2 separate regions of the Gossypium hirsutum genome follow, and region 1 is linked to region 2. A link is a contact called in public Hi-C data. All regions are on one chromosome and are shown on one strand. The core of a region is the stretch at or near the end of the contact, and the rest is flanking DNA. Distances in the headings are between cores, read along the strand shown.

Region 1 (4,254 bases), core at 1,010-3,509, 470 kb before region 2:
TATAAATTGATAATCAAAATATATTTGGATTTAGATTATAATAAATTTAAACATAACAAAATTTGGAATGAAAACCCACAAATGCAACATTCAAAAACCCCAAAATTGCAACCTTTACCAACAATTTATAATTTAAAATAAATCAATAATTATAGAAAATTAAGAGCAAAAGTCTAAGAAATTATTAGGAAAGAGCAGGGGTAATATTGGCTTGCAATTAAAATAAAACGCAGTACATCAGCAGAGCAAAAAAGAAGAAAAGGAATAATAAAAAGAAAAGGGGAATGGAGGCGGGAGCATGTCCCCCACATATGGCCCTCAACCAACTATACCAAGTGAGTCCGACTCCATCATACTTTTTTAGTACATTATATTTTGGGCTTCCGAAATTACATATTTCTCTAATTCTTCTCGTACATTTTACGTTTATTCGTTAACAAACTTGCCATTATTATTCTTCTTATAAGTATTATTATTAACTGTTATGACCATCATGTATAATCGAATTTGTCACCATCCTTACTCATCCAATCAGAGACAACCCACCAAGCCAATCACTAAAGCAACCTCCCAAAGACAACAAAAAAAAAATTGCATCATCATTAAGGTTAGATTTATAATATTTTGAAATAAAATTTATTTTTTATACAATTCTTTTTAAGTTTTGAACGAAAATTGAAGATGACTAAATTAGTAAATTTAGAGAAATTGTTGAAATTATTTAGTTTTCAATTTTTGAAGAATATGATCTAAACAACTTTCCTTCTTTTTAGTCTAATAAAGAAATTAATCTTTCAACTTTTAAATTGGAGAATAAATATATTTTAACGTATTTAAACTCACATTATCTTACATTAATTATAATACTGATACCAACCAACCATACTATTTAATATCATATTGTAATCGAGGAGGTATATTTTTAGTTAAATTTATGATCCAATTTTATACATGTGGTTTTGTTTGGATTGGATGTTTTGTTCAAACAAATTAATTATATATAAAATTTACTGTTTTAATTTTTATAAATTGAATTTATATGGTAAACAGATAAGTTATGCTAGACTTTTTTGGAAAATTTGTTTTTCAAAGACAACCGGATGTAACTTGTGGGAACATTTAATTTCACCTTTTTAAAGTAATTTATATCTATATATAATTAAATTTAAGACCATTAATTAAAAAAATTAAATTTCTTCCATTACTTATTTGTACATTAGCTTTCTATACAGAACTTTCCTACTAAAATTATTTTTTTTCCTCTGGTTAAAATTTCTATTCACTTCAGGCTTACTATCCACAAAACAGTCAAAGTTAATAATAATAATAATAATAATAAACCTACAAAAGAATTACTCCTTTCGGAATATCTGATATTCTTACCATTTGTAAATTTCAGATTAGGAGAATAAATTTCATTAATAATCTTATATTTTACTCACACCGTAGACTGACGTTGACGTAGTTATGACTTTAAAATTGGATTAATGATGAAATTGAACAACTAATTGATTTTTAATTGGATTGTTTAAAATAGGATAGATATTATTTCAAATAAAATAGTTGTTGACAGCTATCTTGTATATTCTTTTTAAATAAATATTTCTCCTGACACACCCACTTTTTTTTTTAAAGACACCACTCACTTTTCAGTTTTCAAATCATAAATTTATATTATTAATTTCTATTGTGATTTCGTTTAGAACCTAAAACTTTTGTTTTTCACACTTGCTGAGTTCTTCTTCCACTCTTCCTATTATGTTTGGATTGAGTGGATGGGCAAGAACCACTGATCTGAAGCAGATAAGGGCGAACAGGGGGGAAGGTGAGCAGAGGGCTGAGTGTTGATGATGGGGGGACTTTTTTTTTTTTTAATTTTTTTTACTTTTTGTATTGTTCCTGATTAAAAGATATTGAGATGGGTAGAAAACTGAGACATTTAGGTGGGCATTTGTCCGGTTCGGCTCATGTTAACAATTTTTTCAGTCGACAGTTCAGAGTCCAACCGTTATTTTTATCGATTCACAGTAAAGAGGGCAAAAAGAGATAATAGATTAATGAAATATGTGGCATATATATCTGGGTCACGACAAAAGAAGAAACAATTCCATAAAATAATCGGACAGAAAAGGACATTAACGTGGTCCTTTAATTCCCACCATTTATAGGGGCATAATCGTCCATTTACCTGGAAAACAGCCCCCGAATACCATAGTTGATTTGCTATTCCTCTAAAATAGCAGGTGTCATTCCAGTACAGTCCGAATAATTAATTAAAAATAAAAAATAAAAGATGCGACTATTGCCGATCTCATGTAGCATCCAAATCTAGAGGCAGAAAGAAGCTTCCCCCGCAGTCTAAAACAGCAGTACTCATATTTTTAGTATAATTTTCGTCCTTTTAGTTTGCTGTGTTATGCATTTTTGGCTAAAGGGTCCAACAGTTAGAGAAACAAAGTCCTTTCCCCCCTTCAGAGATGAATCTTCGACCCTGAAATTTTCACAATGAGATTGAGATCTCATCCACATTTCACTTTTTTTTTCTTCTTGCTTTCATTGTTCTTGTCGTCTTCTTCTTCTGTAATTCAAGATTTTATCATTTTTCATAGAAGAATTCTACACCAACCGTTGTTTTCGGTTGGTTCATCTCCGCCTCCAGGCGCTGACACTTTTTTACCTTCACCGTCTCCGCCGGCTCCAGATAGTCCTGTTTATCCAGACCCAAGTCAGCCATTCTTCCCTGAAGTTCCTTCAGGACCAGGGCAGACCGCAGATCAGAATCAACTGCCTACCCCACCATCTGCGCCTACTAATGGCTCGATGTCAATCCCAACCGCAACCCAGCCTGCCAAACCAGCTAAAAAGGTTGCAATTGCCGTCTCTGTTGGGATTGTCACTTTGGGAATGCTATCGGGGCTTGCTTTCTTTTTGTACCGTCACCGGGTCGCTAAACACCCTGGGGAAACGCGAAAGAGGCTTGTTGGAGGGAACTCCGATAGGTCGCAAGAAGACTCTAGGGTTCCACCCTCCAGCTTTCTTTACATTGGAACCGTGGAGCCCAGCAGGAGATCGGTGGGTGAAGTGAATGGTGGAGCTAATGGTTCGCCTTATGGTAAGTTGAATTCAGTGAGGAGGTCGGATCGATATAGGCCGAGCCCGGAATTGCAGCCATTGCCTCCATTGGCTAAACCTCTTGGGCTTGAGAATTCACCGACGGCAATGCCATCTCCATCTTCGTCTTCTTCAGATGAAGAGTCTCGGGGGACGGCTTTTTATACCCCTCAGGGCTCAACGATCAGCAATGAAGAAAGCTATTACACTCCGGTTTCGCGTCGGGTTAATGGCAATTTGGTGACTCAGTCGAGGAATGAAATGAATGGGAAAACAAATTCTGTTCCTTGTTCTAAAAGAACTTCTCCCAAAACAAGGATTTTAGCTTCTTCGCCGGAAATGAAGCATGTTATTATACCTTCAATAAAGCAGCAACAGCAGCAGCCACCTTCTCCACATCCTCCGTCGCCAACATCGCTACCCCTTCAACAACCACAAGGTCTAGGACCGGAGCCGCATGAGACTCAGGAATTTACTCACGCAAAAAGGCCGAAATTCTCCTCTCCTCCACCACCTCCAAATATGGCGCTACTTCGATCAATTAGCAACAATTCATCCCCACAAAGGACAAAAGTTCCTGTTCCACCTCCGCCACCGCCACCACCCCCTATGCCGCCACCAGCAGCCGTAAAACTGTCAGTACCCAGGTCAGTAAGGAATTTGAAGACCAATGTGACTCCAAAACCTGCCCAACTGTTGAAAAAGCATGAATCTCGGACCTCAAGTCCCAAAAACAGTGCAGTGAGTGGGGCTAGAAAGTCCATGGAAGAGGTGGTTAGTTACAAAGGTGTCAGTTCTTCAGAGAAGACAGACGGGGATGACATGGATAGTGCAAAACCCAAGTTGAAGCCTTTGCACTGGGACAAAGTACGAGCAACCTCGGAGAGAGCTACAGTGTGGGACCAGATAAAATCAAGCTCATTTCAGTAAGTTATAAAACTTGTACATTTTATGGGTGTAGATTACGTTTCAAGTACAATATGGGAAAATTTTCATTTATTTTTTGTTTGCTTGTTTACAGATTGAATGAGGACATGATGGAGACTCTATTTGGCTGCAATTCAACTACAGCAGCACCACCAAAAGAACCTATTAGAAGATCAGTTCTGCCTCCTGTTAAACAGGAAAACAGAGTTTTGGATT
Region 2 (4,137 bases), core at 154-2,653:
AGAGTACAAGAATCGAATGAAAGCCCGAACTGCATCTTGTGGAACACCATGGATGTGGATTGAAATTGGTCTTCTGTGACCAAATCCTTTTGCTTGTTTCAACATGCCTCTTAGTACAGGAGAAGCCATGCCCTGTTAGCAAAAAAGATCCAGTGAAGGGATTTGAGTCAATAAATTTGTTCAAGACACCATGTCCAAATTGCTAAATAGTTGCTATTAGCTTTATTTTCTTGTACATTAAAACACTAAACAACTCGATCCTACAAGGATTAAGGGGGCAAATGTGGCTTTCCTTTTGCTGGTTATGCTAAAAAAATATAACAACTTGCTCATGAGCTAAATGAATCAATGTCGCATTCCACCAAATGGGATTTCATTTCCAATATCTATGGTCTAAAACTGATATATAAAATTAAGTTGTATAACCAAACCATAAAAAAATGCCTGGTTAAATCAACAATATACGGAATCGAGATTGTTCAAATAACAAGGGTATTGCTCAAAGCATAACGTCCATTAATTTCATCATTAAAGATAGAAAAGACAAGGAGCGCTTACAACAATATTAGAATGCGCACAGATAATGCCACCATTATCAGTTTTAATGATAACATCAGTTTTATAGCCTCCATCAAAGAGCCTATCCCACAAAGCCCTGGTTGCTGTCGCGGCACAATTGTTTCCTCTTATGGCTGACCCATTCTTCATTAGTGACCCCTTCCGCCTACAATTTTTAGCTGGACCAGGTAATGGAGGTGGCGCTGGAAAAACCTTATTGGCACCTCGACAAGTTTGCTTTGTAATACATTCTTCCATCTTCCCCATTAACTTTCACTTTTGGAAGGCATTCAATGACAATCAAACTCAGGTTCTTTTTTTATTTGATCTGACAAAAGAATGAAATAGCAGAAACTTCGATGAGCAACACAGAATCACAAGTTTCAATTTGCATATTTATAGAAACATGACCAAAATTAAAGATTAATGAAATCTAAAACATGGGTTTTCAAGAAAAAACTCACCTTTTAATCTAAATCAAAAGTGTCTGGGATTTGGAAAATGCAGAATCAATAAGAAGAAATTAACATGTTTCCGTACAAAATCTCCAACGAATCTCGAAGAAAATGAACTCTTTTTAATTATATGAAAAAGAGAAAGCAAGAAAAAGAGAAGAATGGAGATGGCAACGATCTATCAGTTCCTCCGCCACTGCCACCGCCACCAATTCGGGTGCAGAGGCCGGAAAAAAAGTGAACCGGAAAAAACCGCCAAGGAATTTAATATTTAAAAATAAAAATAAAATCAACATTTATGTGCGAGTATAACATGCACGATTCTTCTTGCTCACTTCACGCGCTTGATTTCAATGAAAAAAAATGAATGGTTTTGGACAAATTCCGTTTTACTTTTTACAACGGGTGGTCGGGCGCTTCTATTTTAATGGTTGGTTGCTTTGGTTAGTTACGTGGACGGTGTGGGGCGGGAGTAAAAAATTGTTCTACACAAAGCCGTTTTGCCCTTACTTTTGTGCTTCATTGGGGGATTTGATTCCTCCTTAGGTGAAATTAATTTCGGTAAAATAATAAATTAAATATTATATTAATGAAGTTACAATCAACAATAAAATATAAGAGTGATGTAATTATAATGAGAAGGAAAAAATAACTACTAAGGATATTAAATTAAATTTTATATATTTGATAAAATAAATTAATTTACGTCATTATTATATTTAAATTATATTTATTTATGTATTTACATAAAATTAAAAAAATTATTAACTATTATTTGAAAGAAATGAATTAACAATAAATATTATAATTAAGAATATTAAAATAAAAAATTTATTAAAAACATTATCATTAGCTCAAAAAAGATAACAAGGTATAATGTATTGTTTCGTAGTATCCATAAAAAGCTAAAATAAAAAATATAATTATTATAAAAATAAGGTCATAATAAGAAAAGAAAGTAAGCTCCATGAATAGGCACTAAACATTGACTAAAACTATGTTTCCATCTATTAATTTTCAAATATTACATATTAATTACTAATATAATTAAATTGTTATATTTTAATGTTTAACTTTTAATACCTCTTAATGAAATGATGCAACAGTATTTTAACACAAATGATTAATGACTAATTTGACACTTAAATTATTATTAAAATATCATGTTAATATTTTTAGAATTTTTCTTAACAATAATTTTAAAATGTTCAAAAAAATTAAAAATATCAAAAAATTAAAAATCATAAATTTCTAAAAAGGGAAATTGTTGCTAAAATATTCAATTTTTTCCTATATAGTTGACAACATGACCATTTTTATTTTTTTAGAATATAAGCTGGATTTATAAAACCAAACCCAAGACAATGCCATTGGGCTACCAGAATAATTAGCATAAACACACCAAGACCTGGCCCAACAGATTGCCCCAACAATTAACAAAAAAAAAAAAAACCAGCAAAGCTTTTTGGAGACGCTTCACAAAGCAGAAAAATAAGTTTTAGAATTCTCCATCACCAAATCGACAAAAGCAACAAAAACCAGGGGAAAACTGTTCATTTTCCTTGGGAACGCGGCGGTCAAAACTTTTGTTGCTTCTTTATCCTTCATCGTCCAGTGCGTTTTAGTCCAGAGCTTCCAACAAGCTACGGTCTCGCTCAATCAGTATCACCGCAACCTTGGGATCCCATACCTCAAGAATATCCCCTATTTTTGCCGAAGACCTTCCCTGGCTAACTGGTTCGCCGCTTCGTTGGCCAATCTTTTCACATGCAGAAAGGTACAGCTTTGAAAAACTTTACTCAGCCTCTTCACGTCTTCCATATACCCCGATATTTCGGAGGAATCTGTTTCATCTTTAGTTGCCTTCTTAATGACTGTTAGAGAGTCACCTTCAACCTCCAGGTTTTGTACATTTAGATCTAAGCATAACCTCAACGCCTCCACACAGAGCCTAGCTTCCGCCGCAAAAGGCGAAGAAATCCTCTCATGCAAGGTAATTTAGATGCAATGACATCTCCTCTTGAATCTCTTAATAAAATTCCCGAACATGATATTTCTTCATTCTTTCAAAATGCAGCATCAAAGTTTACTTCTATGTACCCCTATTTCGGGCATCTCCACCGGTCTCCTGTTTCAACTTTCAGAGGTAATGCTGTTCTCAAATTATCTAGCTCTTTGATATAGTAGGGTTAATGTATATTTTATTCTCTGAATTTTACAACTTTTATTTAGTTGAAAATCATTAATCAATATGGTACCTTTTTTAGGTACCTAATTGACATTATTAATTACCAATAAAATAGAGACGTGCGTCTTCAAAATTTTAAAATACATATTAATATAAATTTTAGGGTTTCAAAAAATAATATAAAAGAATTATTATTATTTCACATGCATAAAGAATCTACAAGGATGTTCACATTTAGATGAATCTAGACTTATATTTATCTAAGTTCATTTGTGTATTTTTTTAGTAATTTACTTTTTATAATTTCAAAAAATATTAATATTAAAAACTTAGTACTTTTTTTTTATTTTACATGTATAATGAACTAAGATAAATGGTTGTTGAGATTTAAATGAATCTAGATATCTATTTATCTAAGTTCAACCTGGATGTGCAATTTTTAATAATTTCATATTTTATTTTTTTTAAACTAATAATATAAAAACATGTTATTTTTAGAAAAACTTGTGTTTGAATGAATATTTTTAAAATTTTGGGGATTTTTAAAATACTAGCATTTTAAAATTCATTAATTTAAAATGCTAGCAATTGTAATTTGCTTGATTGAAATAATTGTATTAGGAAAAAATAGATTATTGGAATTTTTAAATTAAAAAATAATTATAAAATAGGAATAGTTATATTAAAAATAAATAATATAAAATTTTAATATAGGTATCATTAGATTTTTAAAAAGTAATAAATATTTTTAATAAAATAAAATATTAAATATATATATTTATATTAGAATTAAATAAAAAAACTTAGAGTTCATTTTTTTTATGTTAGTGGGACCATGTTGTATTAAATGAAAATAATTATGATGATTTTTGAAAAACCACCTCTTCAAGTGGAATTTGAATAAGGAAATTAAACTACAGAAATCCATTCTTAAAA

Evidence for each region. Hi-C and Micro-C count contacts between places; a contact is called where the count stands out from the background.
Region 1: a contact with region 2 is called in a Hi-C map of leaf, with 3 times the contacts expected there. The contact joins the promoter of LOC107888696 here to the promoter of LOC107942064 in region 2. A contact is called at or near these places in 10 of 34 Hi-C or Micro-C datasets (callus, hypocotyl and leaf).

Annotation. Positions count from the first base shown.
Region 1 is chrA11:63,011,237-63,015,490 of Gossypium_hirsutum_v2.1, reverse strand. LOC107888696 (formin-like protein 6) reads left to right here and starts at 2,259. Exons shown (of 4, transcript XM_016812870.2): 1 at 2,259-4,037; 2 at 4,133-4,254. The coding sequence starts at 2,506.
Region 2 is chrA11:62,538,144-62,542,280 of Gossypium_hirsutum_v2.1, reverse strand. LOC107942064 (BTB/POZ and TAZ domain-containing protein 4) reads right to left here and starts at 1,403. Exons shown (of 6, transcript XM_016875706.2): 1 at 1,023-1,403; 2 at 559-886; 3 at 1-132. The coding sequence starts at 825. It overlaps LOC121209910 (a long non-coding RNA gene), which reads left to right and starts at 2,259. Exons shown (of 4, transcript XR_005905093.1): 1 at 2,259-2,790; 2 at 2,916-3,006; 3 at 3,091-3,159.